Linked DNA regions of Bos taurus: region 2 is linked to region 1. The links are chromatin contacts, called in public Hi-C maps. All regions are on one chromosome and are shown on one strand. The core of a region is the stretch at or near the end of the contact, and the rest is flanking DNA. Distances in the headings are between cores, read along the strand shown.

What was found. Hi-C and Micro-C count contacts between places; a contact is called where the count stands out from the background.
Region 2: a contact with region 1 is called in a Hi-C map of skeletal muscle, with 2.7 times the contacts expected there. A contact is called at or near these places in 2 of 11 Hi-C or Micro-C datasets (liver and skeletal muscle).

What each region holds. Positions count from the first base shown.
Region 1 is chr5:106,696,819-106,703,508 of ARS-UCD2.0, reverse strand. The region is part of intron 2 of TSPAN9 (tetraspanin 9); the gene reads left to right. Among named protein-coding and RNA genes, the nearest start is that of TRNAG-CCC, 38 kb to the left of the region's middle.
Region 2 is chr5:106,744,397-106,751,069 of ARS-UCD2.0, reverse strand. It overlaps TSPAN9 (tetraspanin 9), which reads left to right and starts at 5,204. Exons shown (of 9, transcript XM_059887102.1): 1 at 5,204-5,276.

The DNA.
Region 1 (6,690 bases), core at 374-2,873:
CATCATTCTTCAGGTGATTTCTGTGGGTCAGGGGTCAGGTCTGACCCCATCTCATCCTCCACCCCACTGCCACGCCAGGCTTTCAGATTTGCCCCCACTTATGAGGATACAGATATATATCCCTGATAGCTCAGTTGGTAAAGAATCCACCCACAATGCAGGAGACCTTGGTTCAATTCCTGGGTTGGGAAGATCCCCTGGGGAAGGGAAAGGCTACCCTTTCCAATATTCTGGCCTGGAGAATTCCATGGACTATATAAGTCCATGGGGTGGCAAAGAGTCAGACACAACTGAGCAACTTTCATTTTCACTTTCACTATAGATGAGAAAGCCAACCTTGGGAGCCCAGGTTATAATCTGGCCCCTAAGTCAGATCCAGGCCCAGTGATGTTACTATTTTTCAGAGCCAACTTTGAAGCCCTGAAGAGATCTCACAAACTTGAGAGTTCTGGCTTGAAAGAGATGAAAGGAGGTCCATTGCCTGGAGCCCAAATGGCCCAGAGCCGACTATTGGCTCCATCTGAGCCTCAGGTATCACAGCAGGGTGGGGCCTGTGCTTTCCTGACACCCCCTGCCCCCCACCCATCCAGGTCTTGATGCAGCTGGGGACATGCCTGGGTGTCTGGCTGGACTTGCTCATTCCCATGTTCTGCCTGCGTCTGCAGGTTTGAGTTGCAGGCCCTGATTTAAAGTGTGCTGTACCTCATGCCGGAGAAGGCAATGGCACCCCACTCCAGTACTCATGCCTGGAGAATCCCATGGACGGAGGAGCCTGGTGGGCTGCAGTCCATGGGGTCGAGAAGAGTCAAACATGACAAAGCAACTTCACTTTCAGTTTTCACTTCACTTTTATGCTTTGGAGAAGGAAATGGCAACCCACTTCAGTGTTCTTGCCTGGAGAATCCCAGGGACGGGGGAGCCTGGTGGGCTGCTGTCTATGGGGTCGCAGAGTCGGACACGACTGAAGAGACTTAGCAGCAGCAGCAGGAGCAGCACCTCACGCCTTAGGCCAACAGCTACGCAGCATGAGGGCAGGAGGCAGGCCTGGCTCTCTGTCAAATGTGAACCACTCAGCTGCTCTTCCCAGTTGTTCCCAAACCTGGCAGGGACTCTGGGCTCCTTTGTTGGCGCCTCAGAGCCCCCGGTCCAGCCTCTAGATGAGGAAATTGGCAAGAATTCTCCTTCTCCGGGAGGTTGATGCCCAGCCCCAGGCTGGGTTGTGGCGGTGAGCTGGTGTCTGCTTGCTACTCACCTTTCAGGCAGAAAAACAGTCACCTCCCTGCCACCAGGCATGTCCTTTTCAAATTAAGGTGATTATTGTTTCCCTGCTTGTTTCTCTGCCCCTTGGTTTCTCTTTACTGGTAGGTTGAACCCAGGAGACCCACCTCCCCACCCCGATGAGTGTTGCCAAAATGCCGCGTAAGGAGCTTGTATCAATATTTTGGCTCCCAAGCAAAGGGGAGCAGAATGTAAGGATGTCAACTCAGGCAGAGGGTGCGGCAGGATTGGCCAGGGTTCCCCGGAGGTGGGGCGGACAGGCAGGCAGGATGCTAATGCTGGGCCTCCCACACAGGGCAGGGTCCAAGGGGAGCCTTGGTGGAGGTGGAGGTTTCCTGCACTTGGTGTCGGTCTGTCCAGCTGCTTCCTCTCGATAGAGCGGTCAGACAATGCCTTGTTGACTCACCTCCCAGTGCTGCTGGTGGACAATGGCACATATGTCAGGGTCAGTTTGGGAGCTGTGCTGTGCCGGTCACCTGCTTCCAGGCTCGTGGTCGGGAGGAGCCGGGGGCACCGGGAACCGTGGCGCTGCTGACTCTTGGTGTCCCAGGGCCCGTCCTGGCTGGGGTGGCTGTTGCCCTTTGGTTTCCCAGTAGCTTGTCTTCCTCCTTCTCCATGCACAGCTGATTCAGAGCCGCTGAGGCTCCGTGCTGACCAGCTGCCCGCCTGCCTTTCCAAGTCCAGCCTTGGCAGACCTCCTTCACCCCCGGTTTGAGGTTCTGTGGGTTTGGCGCAGTCCCTGGGGCCCTGGGTCTCTACCCAAGCATCCAAGACCTGGATGAGCTTCCGACAAGAGAGACAGCTGTGGGACTCTTTAATCTCCTCCAGTGGATTGAGGATTAAGCAATTTTTTGGTGGGTTTGTTATTGTGTATTATGATTTTTTTTAAACAAAGGCTATTGTTTTTTGAGTGTTTTCTAGGTTCCTGTCATGTTGCTAAGTGGTACTTTTCATGACTTATCCAAATTAATTCTTCCAGTGACTCTTTCTCTCTCTAAGAGTATTTGTTTTAATTCCTTTAAAAAAAATTATTTACTTATTTCTTTTGGCTGCTCTGGATTTTTGTTGCTTTGCAGTGGCTTCTCTTGTTGCGGAGCACAGACTTTAGGGCTACTTGGGCTTCAGTAGTTGTGACTCTCGGGCTCTAGAGCACAGGCTCAGTATTTGTGGTGCACGGGCTTAATTACTCCACCGCATGTGGGGTCTTCCCAGACCAGGGATTGAACCCCTGTCCCCTGCGTTGGCAGGTGGAGTTTTATCCCCTGCATCACCAGGGAAATCCCATAAATGCTGTTTATGTCTAGAGTTGCAAAAATGCAACGTCACTTAGAATTGTTTTTAGTAGTTCGTTAGAAATTTATATCAGTAGCCTGAGATGTATTCTTTCCCTCTGACTCAGTAATTCTGTTCCTTAGAATTTATACTAAGGAACTAATCATATACAAGTGTATATGTATAGACGTAGATACATATGTGTATATACATATATATCTTCTTTGTAATGTTACTTACAATAGTAAAAAATTGGAAACATACCAAATTATCAGCAATAGATGTTTAGTTTGTAAATTTTGATACAGTACAGCCTTTTTTAAAAAAAAAAAAACATACCTTTGGGACTTCCCTTGTAGTCTAGTGGTTAAGACTTTGTATTTGCAATGCAGGAGGGGGTGCGTGTTTGACTCCTGGTCAGAGAACTAACGGCTTCCCTGATGTCTCAGTCAGTAAAGAATCTGCCTGCAATCCTGGAGACCACCTGCAGCACAGGAGACCCAGGTTCGAGCCCCAGATCAGGAAGATCCCCTGGAGGAGGAAATGGCAACCCACTCCAGTATTCTTACCTGGAAAATGCCATGGACAGAGGAGCCTGGTGGGCTATAGTCCATGGGATTGCAAGAGTTGGGCATGACTTAGCAACTAAACCACCACCAGAGAACTAAGATCCTGTTTGCTGCATGGTGCAGCCAAAAAAAAGAAAAAGAAACATTGAGTCTTCAAAAATTATATATAGTGATTCTAGATAATACTTATGGCAAACTATCAAGCAAATACTATAAGATGTAAAACTGCATATTCTATAAATTCCAATCCTTTTGCAAGATGAAGAAAAACAGAGTAGAGAAAATACACCAAAAATCTTAATGATGGTAGTGATTGTTAGTGATTTTTATTTCCTGTTTTATGTTCTTCTGTGATTTCTAAAATTTCTTCAGGGATTTCCCTGGTGGTCCAGGGGTTAACACTTTGCCTTCCAGTGTAGGGGGTGCAGGTTCCATCCCTGGTTGGGGAGCTAGGATCCCACATGCCTGGGGCCCAAAAAACAGAAGCAATATTGTAACAAAGTCAATAGAGACTTAAAATTTTTTTCTTTAGTAACCTATAGTAACAATAAAAAGGTCTTGGGTGTCCAGGGACTTCGGGGTGCTTATGAAACAGATAAGACCCTCCTGCCTGTGACCCCAGGTCTCCAGCACTTTCCCTGAGCAGAGCGTGGGGTGAGCTCCCGGGGAGTGGAACCTCTGCCCTGGGTCCCCATTCCTTCTTTCCTTCTCCATCACAGTCTGTCCCTCCAGTGTTCTCCCTGAATTGGCTGTAAATTTACAACTGAAGGATGATTTTAAAAGTATGCATTCTTTTTCTCTGTCGTGTTTCCTGCGTGTTCTGACAAGGAGGCATTTTCTGCGTCTCCCTCTGAAAGAAAAGCTTAATTGAAGTTCCTTTCATGTGATCCCGGTTGATTTTTCTTCTCTGCAGTTCAGATGGTCTTTGTCAGATAGAAGAATTTTCTGCTCAGGCCTTCCAAATGGGCTCTGAAAGCCCAATTTAAGATGAAGCCTCGCTGCCACGGCCTGTTAGGTAATACCGGTCGGGCCAGGTTTCCCTCAGGCGTGAAGATGGGAAGCTTGCAGTTCTGCTGGCATTTCTGTGGCCGATGATACGCTTGAACTTGACCGCCACACGAGCCCAGGGGACACCTACGGTCCTGGCTCAGAACGGCCTTTGTGCTTGTGTTTTGTGGATATTGATCAGAATGTGGTGTATCACGTGGCGTTGAAGGCCCTGCATGTGTCGTTTGGATAAATACTGGCCTTCGCGGCAACCTTGGTTCCCAGCAGTGAGACGCCCTGTGAGCTTGTGTTCAGGCGGACAAAGACAGTGGTCTCCTGTTGCAGTTAAGACGACAGATTTTGGATCAGAGAGATTTAGATCCCGGCCCACTAGCGTGGTGATTTTACATGTGAAAGTGAGCATGTTAGTCACTCAGTTGTATTCAACTGTTTGCCTCCCCAGGGACTGCATCCCACCAGGCTCCTCTGTCCAAGGCATTTTCCAGGCAAGAATACTGGAGTGGGTTGCCATTTCTTTCTCCAGGGGATCTTCCTGACCCGGGGATCGAACCCAGGTCTCCTGGATTGCAGATGATTCTTTACCATCTGAGCCACCAGGGAAGCAGATTTATATGTGACATATACTTATGGGCTTCCCTGGTAGCTCAGGTGGTTAAGAATCCTCCTGTAATGCAGGAGACCTGGGTTCGATCCCCGGGTCAGGAAGATCCCCTGGAGAAGGGAATGGCAACCCACTCCAGTATTCTGGCCTGGAGAATTCCCTAGAATACAGTCCATGGGGGTCGCAAAAAGTCTGACACGACTGAGCAGCTTACACTATATATTTATTTTGGGGGATTGGTCCACATGATTATGGCAGCTGAGAGGGCCTACCATCTGCCATCTGCTAGCCAGAGACCTAGGTGGTGAAATTCTGAGTTCCAAAGGCCTGAGAACCAGGGCAGCCAATGGTATAGTTCTTCGTCCAAGGACAGGAAATGAACTGGGATGGCCCAGCTCAAATACTGAGGCAAGCAAAGAGGGGCGAGTCCCTCCTTCCTCCTCCTTTTGTCCTATTTGGGCCCTCCGTGGGTGGGATGATGTCCACGCATGTTGGGGAGGGCCCCCTACTTTACCTGGTCCACTGGTGCAGGTGCTGACCTCACCTGAAACTCCCTCATCCAGAAATAGAGTTTAATCTAGGCACCCCTGAGCCGGTCAAGTTGACCCATAAAATTCACCTTCACAAGTGGCATTAAGCGCCTCCACATTCTTGTGCAGCCATCACCACTGTCCATTTCTAGAACTTATTCATCATTCAGAACTAGAACTCTGTAGCGTGGACATAAATACACTACCATGTGTAAACCAGACAGCTGCTGGGAAGCTGCTGAACAGCAAGGCAAGCTCAGCTCAGTGCTCTGTGTTGACCTAGAGGGGTGGGATGGGAGAACAGGGATGGGAGGCTCAGGAGGGAGGGGATAGATACATACTTACAGCTGATTCATGTTGTTGTACAGTAGAAACTAGCACAACATTGTAAAGCAATTATCCTCCAATTAAAAATAAAAAAATATTCTATGTAAACAAAAAAAAAAAGAAGCTGGATCTCTGTATTCCCTTAAATACTAAACCCCCCTCCAGTCCTGATATGTACTGGAGTCCCAAGGGTCAGAGCGGGGAGCTATTCAGAACCAGAAAGAGTGAGAGCCCACTTTCCGCTGGTCCCTACCTGTCCCCCGCATGCCCTCCATTCCCACTCAGGTGGTCCCTGGTTGTCTTGGATACCTCCTTGGCATCCTCTTGCCTGCGGGGTCGCTGGTCCTCCGGGTGAACTTGGACATCACACGGACTTCTGGGCTCCTGAAGGGCATCCTGCTGGGATGGCTGGGATGGTCACTGCCCCAGGCCACCGCAGCTTGTCAGCTGTGTCCCTGTGGCCGGCCTGCCCGCCAGCTCAGGAAACCTGAGCCCCGCTGGCCCGGCGGAGCCCGCACACCAGCGTTTACAACCTCTAAAAGCCGCCTGTGTTCTCCTGAAGTTGATGGAGCTGGTGAAAACAGTTCTCTCTTTTTTTCTCTTCTTAAATTTTTCCTAAATATTTACTGGATCTTCTCACAATTTCTTCTTATGCTGGCTTCTGGCTTCAGGTTTCTCGCGTGGGGGGGTGGGGAGAAGGTTCTGGGCTCTGTGCTGATTTTCTGCTTGGGGTGGGGAGGCTTCTGCCTAAAAGCAGAGGGCAGGAACTGGCGCTCTGTATCTGAAGGGGGTCGCCCTTTGGTGATGGGCTTCTCCGGGCCAGCTCTCAGGACTGGCCCGTGGCTCGGTGGCACCTGTGTGACGTTGAGCATGCTTCTTGACCTCAGCTTCAGCTTCCTCACCAGTGAGATGAGATAATAATAGCATGTGCCTACAGAGATGTGAGGCCTCTGTGAGATAATCTGTGTGAAATGCCTAGCGTGGCGTCTGGCACACATGGGATGCTCTAAAAACGTAAGCTACTGCTATTTTTATTGGCAAACTTTATTTTTGTTGTTTCCAGCCATTCGTTTCTCTCCACCTTTTCTTTTTGTGGCAGTGCTGA
Region 2 (6,673 bases), core at 3,955-6,454, 44 kb before region 1:
ATGATGCCAGGACAAGAGAAGTACTCTGGGTGTTTCCCTAGAATCTAAACATGAGCACCCCATCCATGGAGGTTTTTCCTCAGTATTTTCAGAATCCCCAGGACGGAAATTCCCTGACATACCTTAAGATCCCAGAACAAGAAACTGTGACCTTGTGCTTTAGGGGGTGTCTTCACTCCGGCAGGTGTTGTCTTCTTGCCTTAAGAGTGTCTTGCCTGCTTGTCAGGTCATCTGCTTGAGTTCTGTCCCCGCTGGACGTGGTGGGCATGTGTCTGCCCCACAGACCTCCAGGCATCAAGGCCTCCTCTCTGCTGTATCCTCTATGGCTTCTCTTCCAGTTGGAAACCCCTTCAGAGGCATGAGTCCTCCATCTCTGGATGTGTTGAAAGAGAGGGAGTATGTGGCCACTTTCTATGTTATTTTAAAATTTTTAATTGATTTATAGTTGATTTGCAAGGTTGCCTTGATTTCAGGGCTACAGCAAAGTGACTCAGTGATACATATACATATATCCACTCTTTTTTAGATCTATTCCCATATAGGTCACTATAGAGTACTGAGTCGAGTTCCCTGTGCCATGTTGTGCTGTGCTGTGCTGAGTCGCTCTGTCACATACGAGTCTTATGTGATCCCATGGACTGTAGCCTGCCAGGCATCTCTGTCCATGGGGATTTTCCAGGCAAGAATACTAGAGTGGGTTGCCATGACCTCCTCGAGGGGATCTTCCCAACCCAGGGATTGAACCCAGGTCTCCTGCATTGCAGGGGAATTGTTTATCATCTGAGCCACCAAGGAAGCCCAAGAATACTGGAGTGGGTAGCTTATCCCTTCTCCAGGGGAGAGATTCCCCACTCAGGAATCGAACCCGGATCTCCTGCATTGCAGGTAGATTCTTTACCAGCTAAGCTACCAGGGAAGCCCCCTGTGCTATACAGTAGGTCCTTATCTATTTTGTATATAGTAGTATGTCAATCCCAGTCTCCCAATTTATCCCCTCTGTTTTTCCTTTGGTAACCATAAATTTGATTTCTGCATCTGTGACTCTATTGAGGGGATTCTTCTAAGGTTTCTTCTGATTCCTAGTCTCCATCATCCTATTTCAGATTTGCTTATCTTCCATTAAAGGGCAGGGGGAAGCTAATGTTCCCACTCACCATGGCTCAAATGTACTTTTTCTTCAACCATCTTGGTCATCCCATCAACCCCATGAGATTGGTATTTCAGTTCAGTCGCTCAGTCATGTCTGATTCTTTGAGACCTCATGGATTGCAGCAGACCATGCCTCCCTGTTCATCACCAACTCCTAGAATTTACTCAAACTCACACCCATTGAGTCAGTGATACCATCCAACCACCTCATCCTCTGCCGTCCCCTTCTCCTCCCGTCTTCAAACTTTCTTAGCATCAGGGTCTTTTCAAATGAGTCAGCTCTTCACATCAGGTGGCCAAAGTATTGGAGTTTCAGCTTCAACATAAGTCCTTCCAATGAATATTCGGGACTGATTTCCTTTAGGGTGGACTAGTTGGATCTCCTTGCAGTCCAAAGGACTCTCAAGAATCTTCTCCAACACCACAGTTCAAAAGCATCAATTCTTCAGCGCTCAGCTTTCTTTATAGTCCAACTCTAACATCCATACATGACTACTGGAAAAATAATAGCTTTGACTAGACAGACCTTTGTCAGCAAAAGTCTTTGCTTTTTAAAATGCTGTCTAGGTTGGTCATAGCTTTTCTTCCAAGGAACAAGTGTCTTTTAATTTTATGGCTGTAGTCACCATTTGCAGTGATTCTGGAGTAAAAAAAAAAAAAAAGTCAGCCATTGTTTCCACTGTTTCCCCATCTATTTGCCACGAAGTGATGGGACTGGATGCCATGATCTTAGTTTTCTGAATGTTGAGCTTTAAGCCAACTTTTCCATTCTCCTCTTTCACTTTCATCAAGAGGCTCTTTAGTTCTTCTTCACTTTCTGCCATAAGGGTGGTGTCATCTGCATATCTGAGGTTATTGATACTTCTCCAAGCAATCTTGATTCCAGCTTGTGCTTCATCCAGCCCAGCGTTTCTCATGATGTACTCTGCATAGAAGTTAAATATGCAGCTTTGACGTACTCCTTTTCCTATTTGGAACCAGTCTGTTGTTCCATGTCCAGTTCTAACTGCTGCTTCTTGACCTGCATACAGATTTCTCAAGAGGCAGGTCAGGTGGTCTGGTATTCCCATCTCTTTCAGAATTTTCCACAGTTTGTTGTGATCCACACAGTTAAAGATTTTGGCATAGTCAATAAAGCAGAAATAGATGTTTTTCTGGAACTCTCTTGCTTTTTCAATGATCTAGCAGATGTTGGCAATTTGATCTCTGGTTCCTCTGCCTTTTCTAAATCCAGCTTGAACATCTGGAAGTTCACAGTTCATGTATTGTTGAAGCCTGGCTTGGAGAATTTTGAGAATTACTTTACTAGTGTGTGAGATGAGTGCAATTGTGTGGTAGTTTGAGCCTTCTTTGGCATTGCCTTTTTAGGGATTAGAATGAAAACTGACTTTTTCCAGTCCTGTGGCCACTGCTGAGTTTTCCAGATTTGCTGGCATATTCAGTGCACCACTTTCACAGCATCATCTTTTAGGATTTGAAATAGCTCAACTGGAATTCCATCACCTCCACTAGCTTTGTTTGTAGTGATGCTTCCTAAGGCCCACTTGACTTCACATTCCAGGATGTCTGGCTCTAGGTGAGTGATCACACCATGGTGATTATCTGGGTCATGAAAATCTTTTTTGTATAGTTCTTCTGTGTATTCTTGCCACCTCTTCTTAATATCTTCTGCTTCTGTTAGGTCCATACCATTTCTGTCCTTTATTGAGCCCACCTTTGCATGAAATGTTCCCCTGGTATCTCTAAGTTTTTGAAGAGATCTCTAGTCTTTCCCATTCTATTGTTTTTTCTATTTCTTTGCACTGATCACTAAGGAAGGCTTTCTTATCTCTCCTTGCTATTCTTTGGAACTCTGCATTCAAATGGGTATATATTTCCTTTTTTCCTTTGCTTTTTTGCTTCTCTTCTTTTCATAGCTATTTGTAAGGCCTCCTCAGACAGCCATTTTGCTTTTTTGCATTTCTTTTTCTTGGGGATGGTCTTGCTCCCTGTATCCTGTATAGTGTCAGAAACCCCCGTCCATAGTTCATGAGGCACTCTGTCTATCAGAACTAGTCCCTTAAATCTATTTCTCACTTCCACTCTATAATTGTTAGGGATTTGATTTAGGTCATATCTGAATGGTCTAGTGGTTTTCCCTACTTTCTTCAATTTAAGTCAGAATTTTGCAGTAAGGAGTTCATGATCGGAGCCACAGTTAGCTCCTGGTCTTGTTTTTGCTGACTTTATAGAGCTTCTCCATCTTTGGCTGCAAAGAATATAATCAATCTGATTTCGTTTTGACCATATTGTGATGTCCATGTGTAGAGTCTTCTCTTGTGTTGTTGGAAGAGGGTGTTTGCTATGACCAGTGTGTTCTCTTGGCAAAACTCTATTCTCCTTTGCCCTGCTTTATTCCGTACTCCAAGGCCAAATTTGCCTGTTCCTCCAGGTGTTTCTTGAATTCCTACTTTTGCATTCCAGTCCCCTATAATGAAAAGGACATCTTTTTTGGGTGTTAATTTTAGAAGGTCTTGTAGGTCTTCATAGAACCATTCAACTTCAGCTTCTTCAGCACTGCTGGTTGGGGATTGGTATTACTGGATTGTTATTATTAAGCCCTATTTCACAGGTGAGGAAACTGAGGCCTAGAGCGGTCACAGCCCATGAAAGGCAGGGCTGAGGTTCAATCCCAGAGCTGTCTGGCTCCAAAGCCCTGTCTTACCACCCGAGGCTGCTCCCAGTGTCTTTACGGTAAGATCACTCACCTAGCAGACATCACAGAAAGTCCCTTTCCTTCTGGTCTCACCTTCCTCTTCTGGAAGCTGGGAGGAGTGGTTACATGTGCTAAAGGCTGTCCTAGTGACTGGAGAGATTGTGGGGTGGGGCAGGGGGGGTCAGCCTGGGAAGACTTTATGGGGGCATTGAACAAGGGTTTGAAGGAAGAGGGGAGTCAGAGGCAATGCGTTATTGGGTTCAATCTAACAGACAAAAATAAGATTGTGTGTATGATTTCCTAGCTGCCAGTCCAACTAGGAAAGGCCAAGGATGATGAGTTAGTTAAAAAAACTTTGTCTCAAATCATACTTAGCAGGGGATGGTGCATGTGAGAAGCACAGAATGCATTTCTATGACAGCAATGGGGCTGTTTAGGGGTCACTCGGAAAGAGAGTCCAGGCCCAGGAAGGAAGGCCTATAGGAAGCCCTGGGGTGGAGATGTGTAACCTGAGTTTGTCCAGCTGCTGGTCAGGTCCTCAGGGCGCATGGTGCCCTTTACCAACACTTAAGAGGCCATGACTCTTGGGGAGAAAGCAGCTCCTCCAGCATGTGGTCTCCTGCCTAGGTGTGGCGGCGGGGGCACAGAGCCCGGCTCCAGACGCAAGGCTGCGACCCTGGTTGGGACCAGACCGGGCACAGGGGCGTGAACCTTCAGGCCTTCATCTCCCCCTACACCCTGGCCCATGCATGGGGCAGGGGCAGAGGTCGTACCACTGCCCCGGAGGAGCGGCCGATCCAAGAATTCAGGCGGCGGGGAGGGAGGAAGTCTCCCGGAGGGCAGCCAAGCCTGGGCCAGGCCCGGGATGCCTGGCTCGGGGAGTCGGAGCCCGGCACTGTCCGGCTGGGTCCCTCCAGCTCCAACGCTGGGGATCTGGCCGGGGTTGCTGGAGGTCCCCGGCCCCAGACCCCGCCCTCAGCCTCGCGCACCCCTTCCCCAGCCGCCGCCCCACCCGAAGTGTCCGCTCCAGGTCCCCGCTTCCGTCCCTTCCCCCACCCTTTGCGCGGGGATCGGGCCCCCTCGGCCTTGTAGTTCTCCAGCCGGCCCCGCCTCGCCCCGCCCCCTTGTCCAGCCCCGCCCCTAGGCCGGCCCCGCCCCTCCCCGTGGCTTCGCCATTCCCGGGCAGGCCCCGCCCCGCTCCCGGCTTCGCCTCGCCCCGCGCCCTCGCCGTTCCAGGGCAGGCCCCGCCCCGCGCCCGCGCCCCGCCCCGCGCCCTCGCCATACCAGGCCAGGCCCCGCCTCACCCCCTCGGCAGGCCCCGCCCCGAGGCCTCGCAGTCCAGGGCAGGCCCCGCCCCCTGTTTCCGCTGGCGGCGGCAGTGGCTGCGGCGCGCGAGCCCAATCGAGCAGGACCCCACATTCCTGGGAGCTCGGTGAGTGCTGCCCGGGGCAGGCAGGGCGGCGGGCCGCGGGCCGGGGGCTCAGGAACGAGCAGGGTTACAGGTCCGGGTTGGCGGGGGGCGGGCCGGCAAGCCCCCGACCCGGTCCGCGGAGGGGCGAGCGGCCCAGGGCGCCCCTGGAAGGGGTGTCGGGGGCGGCAGTGGGCCAGCTGAGGGCGGGGTGGGATCTGCTCCCTGTGAGGGGGCGGCAAGCCGCCTGAAGGGGACGACGTGTGCGGGGCCCGGTAACGGGGCGAGGAGGGGTCTTCACGGGGAAAGGCTCGGAAGAGGACCTTCCGGGAACGGGGTGCGGGAGTGGCCGGCGGAACCCTAGGCGGAGGGATGGGGGTCTGTAGGATGCAGCAGGAAGGCGGAGCTCCGGAGCTGTCAAGGGGTTCTGACTGTGGGACCCAGCGGGCCAGCGCGGGGAGGTCCCTTCAGCGCCCCCAGGGAGGGCCGGGAGCTCGGTCAGGGCTGGGTACCGCCTGCAGCCCCGGAACTCCCCGACCACCCCTTGGGCCACCGCTGGCAGGTCGGCAATCAGTGACAGGGCTTTGGCAGGCCCTGAGGTCTGGGATGTAGCCCATCTGTGCATCCAAGTTTGGGACTTTAAAAAACTTTCTGTGGTTATAAAGAAATTAAAAAGTCCAAACAAGAATCTGGCTCCTTACCAAGAGCAGTGTTTGTAGCCGTGTATTTCAGAGCTGGAGTCTTGGATCTCCTGTCTTTGGAAAAGGTACTGTCCCTTCTCTCTTTCCCCAATGCTGCTAGTGTCTGGGGAGGTTTGAAGCATTAGGTTAGTATGGGGTCCCCCTGGGCTGGGTAGACCTTTCCTCCCCATACCCCAAACATGGATAAGACTGCAGAGAACCAAACTCTTTATGTGATGGTGCCCTTCTGACAGGCAGCTGTCCCCTTCCCTGGGGTGACTCAGGTATTTCCTCCTCCAGGAAGCTTTCCTGGACTAGTGGAGAATACTGAGGACTCAGGCTCTGATCCCTGCATATCAGCCAGCTTCCCTCTCTTTACTAAAAATAACCACAGAGAATGTTTTGTATGTATGTTCTGCTATAAAGATGTGCAGTCAATTTGTCATTGTAAGTAATGGGAAGGGGAGGAGACATATTATGGACAATTTCAAACAATGGCCTGGACAAATCATTTATATTTAGCTAAGGAATGCAGCCAGGGAGGCAGACCGTTCACTCTGGCTTCCTATCCTCTGCCGGATCCTGGCAGGGCCCATGCAACTGAGCTGTGGGTTGAAGGGGTGAGCGAGAGAGGAGGGTTGGGGTGGATAAACTTGAATGGTGATTCAGTTCTACAATCGCTTGTTGAAGACCTGCTGTGTGCAAGGCCAGGAACAGCTGAGAGTGAACCAGAATGGAGAG